Regions from separate parts of the Capra hircus genome. Here region 1 is linked to region 2. Evidence: chromatin contacts called from public Hi-C data. All regions are on one chromosome and are shown on one strand. The core of a region is the stretch at or near the end of the contact, and the rest is flanking DNA. Distances in the headings are between cores, read along the strand shown. Region 1 overlaps LOC102174081 (nose resistant to fluoxetine protein 6). Region 2 has its middle 68 kb from the start of MALT1.

Region 1 (6,968 bases), core at 4,106-6,605, 260 kb after region 2:
ACACGCCCCTTTCTCCTCTTCTGTATTTATTTCCTTGGGAACCTATTTCCTGGTGGAATTATTAGGTCAAAGGCTAAGAACAATTTTGTAGTGCTTGTTACATGTCGTGAAATGACTCTTCAGAAAGAATGAGATAATTTATAGAGCCCCAAGTAAGACGTCAGTGTGCCTGCTTCTCCACCTTGGGTGTTTATCTCCTTAATTTTGTTAGTTTTGGAAAAGCTCTAAGGCCTCAATAATTCACAGGAAACCTTAAAAGCTGTGGATTATTCACACCATATTTTAAAAGATTTAGTATTCTTTTTTGTTCAAATACATGTTCAATTTAAGAAACACTGGAAAACATTACGCTAAAGAAAAGGGAAAAAAACCAATCCCCTTAGGCCTGTTTCCTCACTTATGGAGAGTGATTTCACGGCCGGTGTTTATTCTCCGCTGCTTTTATTCTTCACAGTCTTTTATACATGAAAGGATTCTGCATATATACTTTGGACTTTTAATAGTTTAATGATGTAATCATTTTCCTGTATTATTTTATTTTTCAAGTGGATGTACTTAAAAAAAAATTATTTTTGTTTATGTTTGGCTGTTCTGGGTCTTTGTTGCTTCCTGGGCTTTCTCTAGTTGCAGAGCTCAGGCTTCTCATTTTGGTGACTCCTCTTGTCTCAGAGCAAGGCTCTAGGCACAGACATCAGTAGTTGCGCACACAGGCCAAGCAGCTGCGGCTGGCAGACTTAGCTGTCTCAAGGCATGTGGGATCTTCTCGGACCAAGGATCGAATGCAATGCCCCTGCGTTAGCAGGTGAATTCTTAACCACTGGGTCACCAGGGAGGTCCCTTAAGTAAACAGACTTTCCATGTCTGTATAATATTTCGTATTTGTGAGTGAACTGTAGTTTACCTATAGCTTCCTCTAGGATTATTCCTCGATTATTCCTACCTATACCTTCCTAAATAGATTATTTCCAATTTTGTGCTTTTACCAATAACAGTCTCAGAAACATCTTTGTAGTTACCATTTGTCTCCAACTCTGATATTTCTAGAATGCAGGTTCTTAAGAAGAGTTTCAGAGTCAAAGGGCATGAGTGTTTTTGGAGATCTTGAAGTATAATGACAGATAGCTTGCCTTAAAGGTTGTAGCAGTATTCAGTCCTCTGGTCATCTAACTATACCATTGCCAATATGGACTCTTAACAAGATCTATATCTTGCTTTTTAAAAATTATTACTTGAAGATATATAAGAAAACATTCATTTTTCACATCTAATTTGTAAGTCTTTGATTACTGGGCATGGAGCTGAGTTCCAAATATGTGTTGACTAGCTCTGTTTTGTGGTTACCTGTTAATGCTCTTTGCAAGGGGACATTTAAGTCACAGGCTGACCTGTGATGTTGCCCACTCCAGTGCTATGCAAACACTCAAGCATCTTAGGCAAGGAAAATGCATAGTGGTTTTAATTTAAGAATTGAACAATTTTTTTTAAAGGCAGATCTATTTTTTTACATGCACATCTGAAGCGCATTAAGTTTTCTAATTGCAAATGTAAGAGATTTTGGCTGACTACTTTTAAAAATATGTCCCAGCCTTCCGCTAGGCACAGAGGTGGATTGCTGCTATAGAGTTTGAGTCAGAAGATGTGGGTTCAAAGCTGGGGGACTCAGCATAAGTCGCTGGACTCTCGTCATTTTTCACATCTGTGAGATGGAGATGACGCACTTCACCCCAGGGTTGGAAGAGACAGCGAGATCGTACCCATGGGAACCAGCACATGCCCTCTGTGATGGGCTGTGGCTGCTGCAGGCACCTGGAGGGCAGGCATGCGGCTCGGCCAACCCTGGAGCCTTGGCCAAGGAGGACGGGCAAGCCTCTACCGGCTCCCTCGGAGGCGCCCTGGCAGCAGGATGCCCTGACTGCTGGCATTTAGGGTGTTTAGTGAAGGAAGCGCTGGTTTCTTCCAAGGCCTCTCTCCTTGGCTTGTAGACGGCCGTGCCTCCTCACGTGGCCTTCCCTCTGGGCTCTCTGTGTCCTAATCTCTTCTTATAAAGACACGAGTCCCACTGGATTAAGATGTGCCCCAATGACTGACCTCATTTCACCTTAATTATCTCTCTAATGACTCCATCTCCAAACGGAGCCACACTCTGAGGTCATGGAGGTTAGAATTTGCAGGGCTGGGGGACACGATCCAGCCCACAGCAGTCTGTCCTAGGAAGCTTTTAGTAGTTTCTGCAGCTGTGATGGCCAGCGGAGATGTGTCTGACTCCCGAGTAGAGGTGGCACGGCTTGGGCTCCACTTCCCCAGGGAGTGAGAGAATATTTACTCGAGTGCACGGGGGTTTTTATTAGATGGCCTGACCAGATGGTGTGCCAGCCACCCACCCACCAAGGACAATGAGTTATCAGTACCTCTGCACTCTAGGTCTGCTGGGAACCTGCTTGAGTGTCCCTGTGACCGAGACAGCCTGGCCCCGGGGTCAGCATCTTTCTGAGGGGCCGTCATGGGAAGAGGGTCTCAGTTGCTCACCTGGAAACCGGCGCCACCCAAGCCTGTGAGTGTGCTACTGCGTTTAGCCTCTAAATGGAAGGGGTATAAAAGGTAGGGCCGTTTTCCCCTCAGAGAACACATTCGTGTAGAATTCTAGTAATTCAGGGAGGATGGAACTGGAGGGTCTGCAAAAGGCGTGATGAATTGGGACTTCCTGGTGGCCAGTGGTTAAGAACCTGCTCGTTCACCGCAGGAAGTGTGGGTTCGATCCCCGGTCAGGGAACTAAGATCCTGCATGCTTCCTGGGGGTGGCAGTGGTGGTTGTTTAGTGACTAAGTCGTGTCCTTTGGCGACCCCATAGACTGTAGCCCCACCAGGCTCCTCTGTCCATGGGGTTTCCCAGGCAAGGATACTGGCGTGGGTTGCCATTTCCTTCTCCAGGGGATCTTCCCTACTCAGAGATCGAGCTCACATCTCCTGCATTGGCAGATGGGTTCTTTACCACCGAGCCATGGTTCAGCCAAAAAAATAAGACATGGTAAATGTAGAGAATGGTTACCATACCTGCCCTGCCCACACTCATCCATGGCAGGCATTACTAGTCAATTACTGTACCACTGAGCTAAGACGCCTCTTCTGCTCCTGAGCACAAACTGAACTGGAATTGGCCCTCTAGATGCTGATTCACTCCCTAAGTCACTGTGGTGTGAAGCGAATGGCATCTCATCTCCTCCTCACGAGGAACCATGGCAACTTCAGCACTGGACTAGGATCGCCAAAGGCAGGGTTGTGCCTGGTTGGTTTGGCATCTGTGTTGGGCATTTCTTCCACTGCAGACCCTCCTGGTCCTAACCCACCTGATTCCCAGTAGATATAACCAGATACTGTCTCACCCTGAGCCTCTGTCCCTACACCTCATTTCCTGCCTCAGAACCGAACCCTCTCAGCCTACATACAGAGTCCCAAATTTTGGAGGAATTAATTTTGTGGGGCCATCTTTGACCCAAGGGGGCTAGAAGATGGTAGGAAAATGCTTCTTTCTTTCACCCCCTTAGGACAGTTTTGAGGTGCATTTCAGAAGGCTCCACAGAACATTCTGGAAGAACTGAGCATTGACCACCGTGATAGTGCCTTGCATTGGCCTTCCTTGTCCCCCACCCCTGCCCTCATTCTTACCTCCACATGAGCCACCTGAACCCTGACACTGGTCAGATTTGCGTTCGGATTGGGGGGAGGATCCCCGGGTCTCCCTGTTACTCTGCCCCCTCTACTGTGTCTCGCCTGTGCCTGCCAATCATCTCTCTCCTGAATCGATCACCACTTCTTAATTTTTATTCTGATTATTACTTTTTCTTTTTCTTTTTGTCGCACCTAGCGGCATGTGGGATCTTAGTTCCCCGACCAGGGATGGAACCCGTGCCCACTGCCGTGGAAGTACGGAGTCTTAACCAGTGGACCCCCAGGGAGTCCCTCCACTCCAGTCCCTCTAGTGCTTCCTGGGTGGCAAGGGACTTTCCCAAGCACGGGCTCCTCACGGTAAATTTCAGCAGGAAGATGAAGCTATTCTAAGGCAAGGATTTCACTGCTCAGGATTGGGCTGCTAATAAGTGCTCGACACTGAAGTCTAACTCAAGCTTTTTAACTCCAGCCCAGCTCTGGACACACTTGGCCCCACGCCAGCCTCTCTCAAAGGCAGGCTGGCAGGAAGCACCTCTGGTTGCCAAGTCTGCCAGCCTTCGGTAGCCCCAGAGTGAGAAGGAAAGTGAACGTGCTCTCTTCTTTGCAGAAGTCAGCGTGCCCTCATCCTGCTCGGGGCCACGCTGCTCCTGGCATCTTGCACTGCCTCTACTCTGCTCACACTGGCTCACAACCTTCCGGTGGCAGCTCCGTCAGAAGCCAGGTAACTGCCGCGCTTCCCAGCCCACCAGCTCTGTCCCTCACCTCCCCTCAGGATAGCCAGGACCTCCCAGGCAGGGCTGCTGAGCGGATGCCAGGCTTTTAGCCCTGTGCACGTAGGCTCCTGCGGAAATGTGGGCAGGAACTGTTCGGCCTGGATGGGAAAGTTCATTGTGTGTTTGTTTCCAAACCTCTGACTCTTTTCAGCTGGCGCTGGGAATCTGCTCTGAACACAGGGAGCTCACTCTTGCCCACTGAAACGCTTCTGGGAGGAAAGGGGTGCCCCCACGTGGCTGTATGGCGTTTCTCCTCCAGTGGCAAACTGCTGCTTGGAAGCTCTATTGTGGGATGGAGAGACAGAAATTTAACGAAGTTGGGGTTGCCCCTTCAAGGTCACATGCCTAGTGAGTGGCACAGGTGTGAGCTGAACCTAGGACCTTACCACTGCGCTAGTTTGCCTTTCCAACAGGGTATGTGTAGCAGTTCTTTCTCGGTACCACCTGAGTCTTCTGCAGGAAAAACCGGTGAGATTTCCTGCTCATCTGTTCTCCGTGCAGCAGTCAGGCTGATGCAGGTGGAAACCGGATGCTGTCCGTCATCTGCTCAATCCTCCCATTGTTCTCGGGGCAGAATCCCTGTCTGGCCTCGTCTGTCTCTCCCCCATCCGCTGACTCTGGACCAGTCTCAGCAGCCTCCTTCCCTCCACACACCCAACAGGCTCCCTCCTCAGGGCCCTCGAACTTGCTGCTCCCTCACACGAGAACGCTGTTCCTCTAGAATCCAGATATGGGCGAGGCGAGCTCCTCCGCTCCCTACAGGCGTCTGTACATGTCTCAGAGTAGCCTTCACAGACCTCCCAGGGTGAACTAGCCCAGAGCCGTGTGAGGCACAGAAGTGCTCAAGGGACTGGCGTCCCTGGCAGTCCAGTGGGTGGGACTCCATGCTTCCACTGCAGGGGGCAAGGGTTTGACCCCTGGTCGGGGAACTCAGATCCCACATGCCGCACAGGATGGCCAAAAAGAAAAGAAAAAGTGCCCAGGATGCACTGCGCGTGGAACAGATGAGTGGCTGAGTGACTGAGCACACCCCGGGCTTTTAGACCGGAGAGGCGCCATGCCCTTCCACCACGTCATCAGCTTCTGTGCGCACAGCTGGGTGGGCGAGAAGGAGGCTGGCTCCTGCTTTGCCTGTGGTTCTCAACCGCAGACGCAAATGAGAGTCACCTGTGGGTTGGGGGCGGTGGGATGGGGGTGGGGATTGACATTTCACCGATGCTTCCAGCAAGCACCACCCTGGGCCAACTGAATGTGAGTCTCCAGGGCTGGGGCCCAAGCCACCCAATTCTGTGAGAGCTTCCACGAAGAGGTTCACGTCTTTAAGAAGGGGTCTACTTCTGGGAACCATGTTTTTAGAGCTATCCTGACATGCCAGCCACTGGAAACAGCTATTTTAAAAGAAGGCAGTCATCACATTTCCTTGGGTCCCAGGTTGGAGGGCCCCAAGGGAGTTTGGAATTTCAGAAACCAGCATGGCCCAAGGCAGGATCGTGAGGGTGCTGTCTGCAGACCATCACTGAAGACGTGAACTCCTGTACTCCCAGTGTCTTTGGCTTTGCTGATTGCCCCAGTGAACGTCTGAGAGATTGCTTGATCCATGTCCAGATCAGATGCAGCCTTTGGCCTCACGTCCTTGTGTTTTTCAGGGAAGAGGCAGCCAGACTGTATTTCGTGGAGTACTACACGAAGCCCTACTGTCGGTACGGGCCGTTCCTCGTGGGCCTCTTACTGAGCGTTTTCATGCACCCAGACCACCAGGCAAACGTTCTCAGAACCAAGGTACGTGGCTTCCCCATGCCACGCTGTAGGAACCAGGTTCACCTGGGGTCAGACTGCCCTTGGCCCGGCTCTTCCAAAGCCCTGGGCAGGAGGCAGACTTTCGGGCACTTGACTGTGCTGTGGTGTGTCAGCAACGGCTCTTGATGCCAGAGAATAAGAGGAACCTTGTCTTCTTCCCTGATTCTCTGCTTTCCTCACTGAGCTCCCCTTAGAAAGCCCCAGATCCAGCACCCAGCCGGGTCCCACCCATTGGAGCCTTGGTACAGACCCAGAGAAACTTCTGATGTGGGAAAACATACCCGGTGAGATGGCAAGGGCAAGCCACTCTTCTGGAAGGTCATGGTGATGTAGGCTGGCTTTTCTTTAATAGCAAAAGCTCTTTGGCTCCTAGAAATAAGATTCTTGGTCAGATTTGATGGTTCCGTCTGGGAATCAGGTTGTGCGGTATTTAGAAAGCTGTCACTTCACCTTCCAGATGGGGTTACTTCCCTGTGGGTAATCAGTCTGGTTCACCATCCAAGGTCATAGGTCAAGCCAGAAACCTGGGTTCATCTTGGATGCCTCCTGCCTGTCGCCCTCCCTCCCCGTCCGGTCACCCACCCCCGGGGCTGTTTCTCCTACTGTCCTCTCGTGGCCTTTGCCCCTCACCTTGTTCAAGCCCGTCTCATCTCTTAGCTGGACTTCTTCACTAGTTTTCTTGCCTCTAGTCTGATCTCAAATCCACCCTCAGGGCAGTCTATCTAAAGCACT
Region 2 (6,980 bases), core at 3,067-5,566:
GTCATCGAAGGGCTGCAAGTATTGACTTGGGGATTATAAACAAACTGTAAATAAGTAAATTGGCAAATTCACACAGAACTGTGAGTGAGGACCCTGTTCATAAAGAGAAAAGTTACCATTATTTTGCTTAAGTTTTTATCATGTATTGGGGTATAGCTGATAAACAATGAGTTAAAACTGGATTTTACACTTTGGGGTCACCTGACCTTGTTGTGGTCCCAGGAAATGACCTCGTTTCGGGGCACACAGCGGCATTCCCTCCGGGAAAATGAAGTGAAGTGGACCAGGGGAGACTCTGATGGAGACACTGATGAATCCAGGATCCAGGCTGAACTGGCCCAGACAGCCATCTCATTAACCAGTGTTGCCGGCAAGCTGGACACTTCAAGCCCAGAGTCCCGTCAGCAGCCATGTCTGCTGCCAGCACCCTCTGACGGGGGGTCTTTAGCAGTCGGAACCCCAGTCGGCCTGAGGCTCGCCTTGCTGGTCTGAGAGCCATCCTAGCCGCTGTCTGCTTACTCCACACATCTCAGGCCTGACCCATGAAGTGTCCGTGTCTTCAAGTGACCCTCAGGGCCAGCTTTCCCCTCAGTGTTACACCCCAGACCCTTGTTGGCAGATGTCACCAACAGATGTGACCAGGGCCCAAGCCGGGGCTGCAGAATGGTAATGGTGGTGAGATCTCAGCGCTGCTTTACCTGCCGACTGAGACGGACGTCCCCAAAGACTGCAGTGAGGAAGGAGAAGGACGTCACGGTGTCCTGCCCACCTGAGCTGCATGGCCAGCCTCCTGCCGATGACCGATGGGTGGACAGAGGCCTCTTTGCGGCTGGGCCATGGGCAGCTTGCTTCCAAAACAGAAGGGTCGGCCGGCGCTGCCTGCCTGGGAGTTAGTTCTCCAACCATGCACCTGCAGTCTCGGGGCCCCAGTTAGCCTGGGGCCAAGCTCCCGAGACCTCGTCCCAAAAGCCGCAGCCCCAGGGAGGACAGCGGGGCCGTGAGAGGACGGAAGGGCCCTTGCAGGCCCCAGGCTCCCAGGTTTCACATCTGGTCCAGAGGATGTGAGCATTCCCGAGGTCGTCGCTGAGCCCAGCCTCAGATGCCCAGGGTGGCTAGGTGGAAAGACCAGGGGTCTCCAGAGTCCCCGATTCCTAAATCAGCCCGGGGGGAGGACTTCAGAGAGACCCCGAGCCTGAGGCACAGGCGCCAGCAGGCTCGGCCGACCCCGGACACGTCCGCCACGTGCCCCATGTCTGCATCCAGGGTTGCCTGGGGCCACTGCTGCCCTCGTGGGTGAGCGGCCGGGACCTAGGGGAGAAGCCGTCAGGCCATGGCTGCCCCAGCCCTCCCTGAGCTCGGCCAGCTTCCTTAGTGCAGGGCCCGGTGTACCCTGCAGGTGCCGCTCATGGGAAGAGCAGAAAGGCTGCTCCTTGGAGCCCGCCACCCTCAGCCTCCGCCCGTGGCACCTGGGCATGGACTGAGCTGCCCGGGCACCTGCTGCCACCCCCACGTGGGCTGGTGACTGCGGGCATGCTGCCGGCGGCTGCCCACCAAGAGGCTGCCCCCTGCCCGGAGGCAGCTCCCACACTGGCGCCCACAGGCCTGAAGTCGAGGACACCAGGCACCTGGCGAGGGGCAGGCAGCTCTGCGGGAGGACAGAGGTGTCCTCCCCACGCTGTGCGTTCTGCACCCTCTGTGACGATGCTGGTGACAAGGCTTGCTCTGGGATTATAGGGCTTAAGCTGAGAAGATACAGTCCCACTTTCCTCCACAAAACTGCTGATTTCCTTAGCCACTCTGATGCTTCTAGCCGCAGCAGCCTTCCTGGTAGAGACGTGATCCCACCAAGAAGAGGCAGCATGAAATTAAAAGGCTTAGGCTCAAGAGGACAGCTCCCCTGGGTTCAAAGCCCAGCTCTGCAGCCCTCTCATCTCTTAAGCCTCACTTTTCTCCCAAGTACCATCTGCCACAGGGCTCCTTGTTCTTGTTGTTCAGTCATGTCTGACTCTTCGCAACTCCATGGACTGCAGCACGCCAGGCCTCCCTGTCCATCACCAACTCCTGGAGTTTACTCAAACTCATGTCCGTTGAGTCGGTGATGCCATCCAACCATCTCATCTTCTGCCGTCCCCTTCTCCTCCTGCCTTCAATCTTTCCCAGCATCAGGGTCTTTTTCAGTGAGTCCGTTCTTCACATCAGGTGGCCAGAGTATTGGAGTTTCAGCATCAGTCCTTCCATTGAATACTCAGGGGTATTAGTAAGCATTAGATAAGGTCACCCAATAAAAGCATGAGCAGGCATATAGTAAAAATAAAACATAGGTCACCCACCAGGTTATTAAACTGCAGACAAAAGAAAGGTGTAGTGGGCTGAATAGCGCCCCCTCCCCCACCCCGCCCCGCCAAATGTATCTCTTAATCCCCCAGAATCTGTGACTGCAACCTTATTTGGAAATGTTGTCTTAGCAGATATAACTAAGTATCTGGAGGGAGTTCCCTGGTGGTCCAGCGATTAGGGCTCTGTGCTTTCACTGCTAAGGAAAAGCACAATCCTTTGTGCTCAATCCCTGGTGGGGAACTAAGATCCTGCAAGCCGCGTGGTGCAGCCGAAACATGTTTTTTTAATAAAATAGGCACACACACACAAAAAGATCTGGACGCGAGATGGTCCTGGATGAAGGCGGTCCCTACCCCAGTGGCAAGTGTCTGTGCGTGTAAGGGGCGGGAAAGAAGACAAGGAACGGTGGAGGCCGCGTGGAGGTGGAGGCGGGCACGCGCGGCACAGCCGCAAGCTGAGCGCGCGCCCTACACGCTGCAGACGCACGGGGAGGCGTGCCCTCCAGACTCTCCCACGGGAGAACGGCCCCGCCAAGACCCCACTTTCTGCCCGTTGATACGAAGTTTGGATTTCTGGCCTCCAGAACTGGAAGACAATAAATTTCTGTTGTTTCATGACGCCAAGCTGGTGAAAATGGGTCGTGACAGCTCTAGGAACCCGCACAGGATGGCAGCTCCGACTCCAGCCCCGAGCGGCCTGGGAAGGACCCGGAGCAGCGCGGGCGGAGCCAGCCGAGCCGCCGCTCCCCGGCTGCTGTCAGTCTCGGGCGCCCCCTCCTGGCCCCAAGGCGGACGCGCGCCCCCGCCGGCCCAGACACTCACTGTCTCTAGAGAAACGGCAGAACGGAGGGGATCTCAACATTTGAAACAGAAGCTTGTCTCCAGGGAGGTGCCTGGTGGCCCAGTGGTTCGGATTTGGCGCCTTGGCCGTCGTGGCCTGGGTTCAGCCCCTCGTCGGGGTCCTGAGATCCCACAAGCCGCACGGCGTGACCCAAAAAATTTCTAAGAGAGGATTTTTAACCATGCGTTCTTTCCCCTCGTCCTGAATAACACAGCCAGCTCTGTATCCCGTGTCTCGCTCACACGCTCTGTCTTCTCCCCCTTCTCCGTACGCTCAGCTCCGCCGTGATGACCCAGCTTTCCTCTCGCTTCCTTGGCCCGCTCCTCCCGGACGGAGGACCGTTCCTGGTAGCCCAACCACGCACCTCCCGGGGGTCCCCTCTACCTTGTCACACAGAAATGAACTCAAACCTTCCCCCGCTGATCACAAACTACTGTCAGCTCACTTCAACCTAATCGGGTCCAAAACACACGAACAGCTCGTGGCGAAGATCCCCCTGGAGAAGCAAACGGGCCGACAGGCTACAGCCTATGAGACCGACAGACTTAGTGACTAACCCTCCCCAGCAGGGGAGCAGCTGACGCTCCCGGCCAGGAGGGGAGAGCCGGGGCGGCTCGCTGGTGGTGACATCCGCTGCACCCTCAGAGGAGGGATCCGACCCCAGTGAGAAACTCTGGGGCCTGAGCAGCAGCGACCAGCGGGCCTGAAGGGGTTGGGAGCCCCCTTTAAGGACTCCGGGTCTGCACCGTCCTCTGGGGCCTGCCCAGCTCTCTGGACCAGGCCTTACTTTGTTTTGTTGAGTTCTGGGTGGGTTCAGTTCAGTTCAGTTCAGTTCAGTCGCTCAGTCGTGTCCGACTCTGCGACCCTATGGACTGCAGCACCCCAGGCCTCCCTGTCCATCACCAACTCCCGAAGCTTGCTCAAACTCATGTCCATCGAGTGGGTGATGCCATCCAACCACCTCATCCTCTGTTGTCCCCTTCTGCCCTCAATCCTTCCCAGCATTGGGGTCTTTTCCAGCGAGTCAGCTCTTCCCATCAGGGGCCAGTGTTGGAGCTTCAGCTGCAGCATCAGTCCTTCCAGTGGTGGGTATGCGCCGGGAGCCCAGCAGAGGGCAGCGCAGGCTCGTTTGTCCTTCACTCTGCGTGGGTTTTTTACAACCTGCGAGCTTGCTTCCTGCTGCAGCCCAGAGCACAGGGAAGGCCGGAGCCTCGGGAAGGGCTGCTGGAGCAGCGGAGCAGCGGTGTTTGCAGCCACTCGGCCAAGCCACAATGAGGCCTTGCCAGTGGCCATGCCCCTCCTGACCTCTCACCGCTTGACTCTGGTGCTGCAGTCCGTGGGGTCAAAAAAGAGCCAGACACGCCTGAAGCCACCTAGCACTCACATAACTGGGATCCAATATACCTAACCCTGAGCATCCCCGTCTAAACCATTTCAAGGGCACCGTTCAGTACTGGCCAGTGTGCACAGAATGCTCCCACTCTAGAGTTTGTGATTTCTCATGGACAGAACCCGAGGCACAGCTATGGTGAAAGTCAGAGAAAAGGCCAAGACCTGGAGATTGCTTCTGTTGAGAAAGGAGGAATTCCAAGGTGCGACCCAGAGGCTTCTCAGGCTATGGTACACCTACGCACTTTCCAGACCCCTCTGCCTCGAGGGGCTGGGTGGGGGTTTCCTGTCCACTTCAGTCTCATCTGCCCCCAGCCCTCCCCAGACACTAGCCGGACAAAACCTACAACTCAACTGGGAGTCACGGGGAGCACCCCCAAAGGGATCCCTGCCCACGTTCAGAAACAGGACCAAAGGTTATTCAAAGTGAAAGAAAGTGAAAGTCGCTCAGTCGTGTCCGACTCTTTGCGACCCCATGGACTATGCAGTCCATGGAATTCTCCAGGCCAGAATACTGGAGTGGGTAGCCATTTCCTTCTCCAGGGGATCTTCCCAACCCAGGTCTCCCGCATTGCAGGCAGATGGGAATGAGCCACAAGGGAAGCCCACAAGTTATTCAAAATCCTCTCAAATATCACTCTGAAAATAATCTGTACAGTACGTAAATGGAATGTCAATGGGAAGTGATGATAATTGTGCCCCCAAAACATTTTAGACTTCCCTGGTGGCTCAGTGATAAAGAATCGGCCTGTCAGTGCAAGAGACAAGGGTTCAATCCCTGGATCGAGAAGATCCGCTGGAGAAGGAAATGGCAACCCAGTCCCATGTGCTTGCCTGGAAAATCCTAGGACAGAGGAGCCTGGCGGGCTATAGTCCATGGGGTCGCAGACACGACTTGGCAACTAAAATGGCAGAACACTTTAAGCCGTAAGATGCATTCAGGGTCCTTGGCCTTTGATGAGCTCCAAAGTGAGCAAGACAGAATTTGAATCCCCAATAATAACAACAGCTAGTATTTAGGCAGGTCCTGTGAGCCTGACACAATGTCAGCTGCTTTTCTCATTCAGGCTTTTGTGATGGATGGAGGTATTGTGTCCGATTCACAAAGGAGGAAACTGGAGCCCCCAGGACTGCTGGACTTGCTCAAGGTCACAGAGGAAGAAAATGGTGGAGCCTGCATTTGGACACTTCAGACCAGCTCCAGGTAACTGGCTAGTGACCTCAGCTTTGCCTGGCTTGACGGGGGTGAAGTGCAGTGTCTAAGAGAGAACTGCAGGAATTCTGGCTCAGGGAAGCCGAGAAGCCTGGGGAAGGGTGAGTTTCCCATCTTTGAATAAGGTCAGAACCACCACCAGTTCCAATCGCCCTTAATCTGGATTGGTAAATTCGCACATAAAAAACGTTAACGGGGCATTCACGCACACGCTCACCAGCCAGACCACCTCTTTCCAACACGTGCCCTCCATTTCCGCCGTAGTGCAAAAAAAAAAAAAAAGTTGCCAAAACATCTCAGAACATCCAGGATGCTTTAACCCTCCAGCGGGAAGACCTCCCGAGGCCTGGCCCTTCGTCCGTTTCCCACTTGCCTTTGCTGCCAGCTCTTGAAGGGATCTGAACCTGAGAACATCTGGCGAGGAGGTCGTGTCATCCTTGGATCCGAAAGCGCCAAAAGAAAAAGTAGAACAAGGAATGCCGAATGCTTTTCGGAACTGATTCGCCTGCACTTCTTTTGTTTTTGCTCTCATACGTTTTGGCTCTTTTATTTCAAACTAGTGGTAGGTGGTGGGAAAAAAAGGTTTGAAAGTACTCACCTGCGCCAGGCAGCTGAGCCAACGATGAGCTTAATTAACCTCTCTGTCTCTCTGACCTTCCCCCTCAACCTCCACCCACTTCGCTGGCACAGGCACCGGCGGCGTGGAAGGACCTGTCCGCCACTCTAACTGGTGACGACCTACGTCTGTTTATTCCCTCATCACCCAGCTACACTCACAGACCAAAACCTACAGCCTTCAGTGCCCAGGAGGCGACTGGTTTTTAGCCAAGGCATTTGTGAACACAGTTTCCATTTTCCCTTTGTTACCTGTTAATTATCTTTTGTAATCGAGGCCTGCTTTCATGTGTAGGTACAAGTAGGTGATATTTGAATGTACTTTGAGAGAAGTGTTTCAGCAGATATTGGGTACTAAAAAAATAATTGGAACAATAAAAGCCCCGCCTGCTCTCTCCCAGGGGGCCCTGTCTGCCTCTGATGCTTTGAATATTTATCTTGCGACGTCCCTGGCAGTCCAGTGGTTAAGACTCCGTGGAAGGCTGGACTTCAAAGGCTCACCCTGCTTTCTGGAGGAAGACGTGTGTACAACTTTAGGGTCTCACCACCCCTAGCTCAGGAGAGCCCCAGCTGTGACCTCCCTTGC

What was found. A called contact is a pair of places that touch in the nucleus more often than the background predicts.
Region 1: a contact with region 2 is called in a Hi-C map of liver, with 7 times the contacts expected there. The contact joins two enhancer-like sites. A contact is called at or near these places in 3 of 5 Hi-C or Micro-C datasets (blood and liver).

Annotation. Positions count from the first base shown.
Region 1 is chr24:58,294,291-58,301,258 of ARS1.2, forward strand. It overlaps LOC102174081 (nose resistant to fluoxetine protein 6), which reads left to right. Exons shown (of 15, transcript XM_018039365.1): 11 at 4,274-4,387; 12 at 6,086-6,218. Among named protein-coding and RNA genes, the nearest start is that of SEC11C, 48 kb to the right of the region's middle. Within about 2 kb of position 5,356, at least 4 of the 5 cell types and tissues checked have an H3K27ac peak or open chromatin away from gene starts, as enhancers often do.
Region 2 is chr24:58,033,390-58,040,369 of ARS1.2, forward strand. No RefSeq gene overlaps it. Among named protein-coding and RNA genes, the nearest start is that of MALT1, 68 kb to the left of the region's middle. Within about 2 kb of position 4,317, at least 3 of the 5 cell types and tissues checked have an H3K27ac peak or open chromatin away from gene starts, as enhancers often do.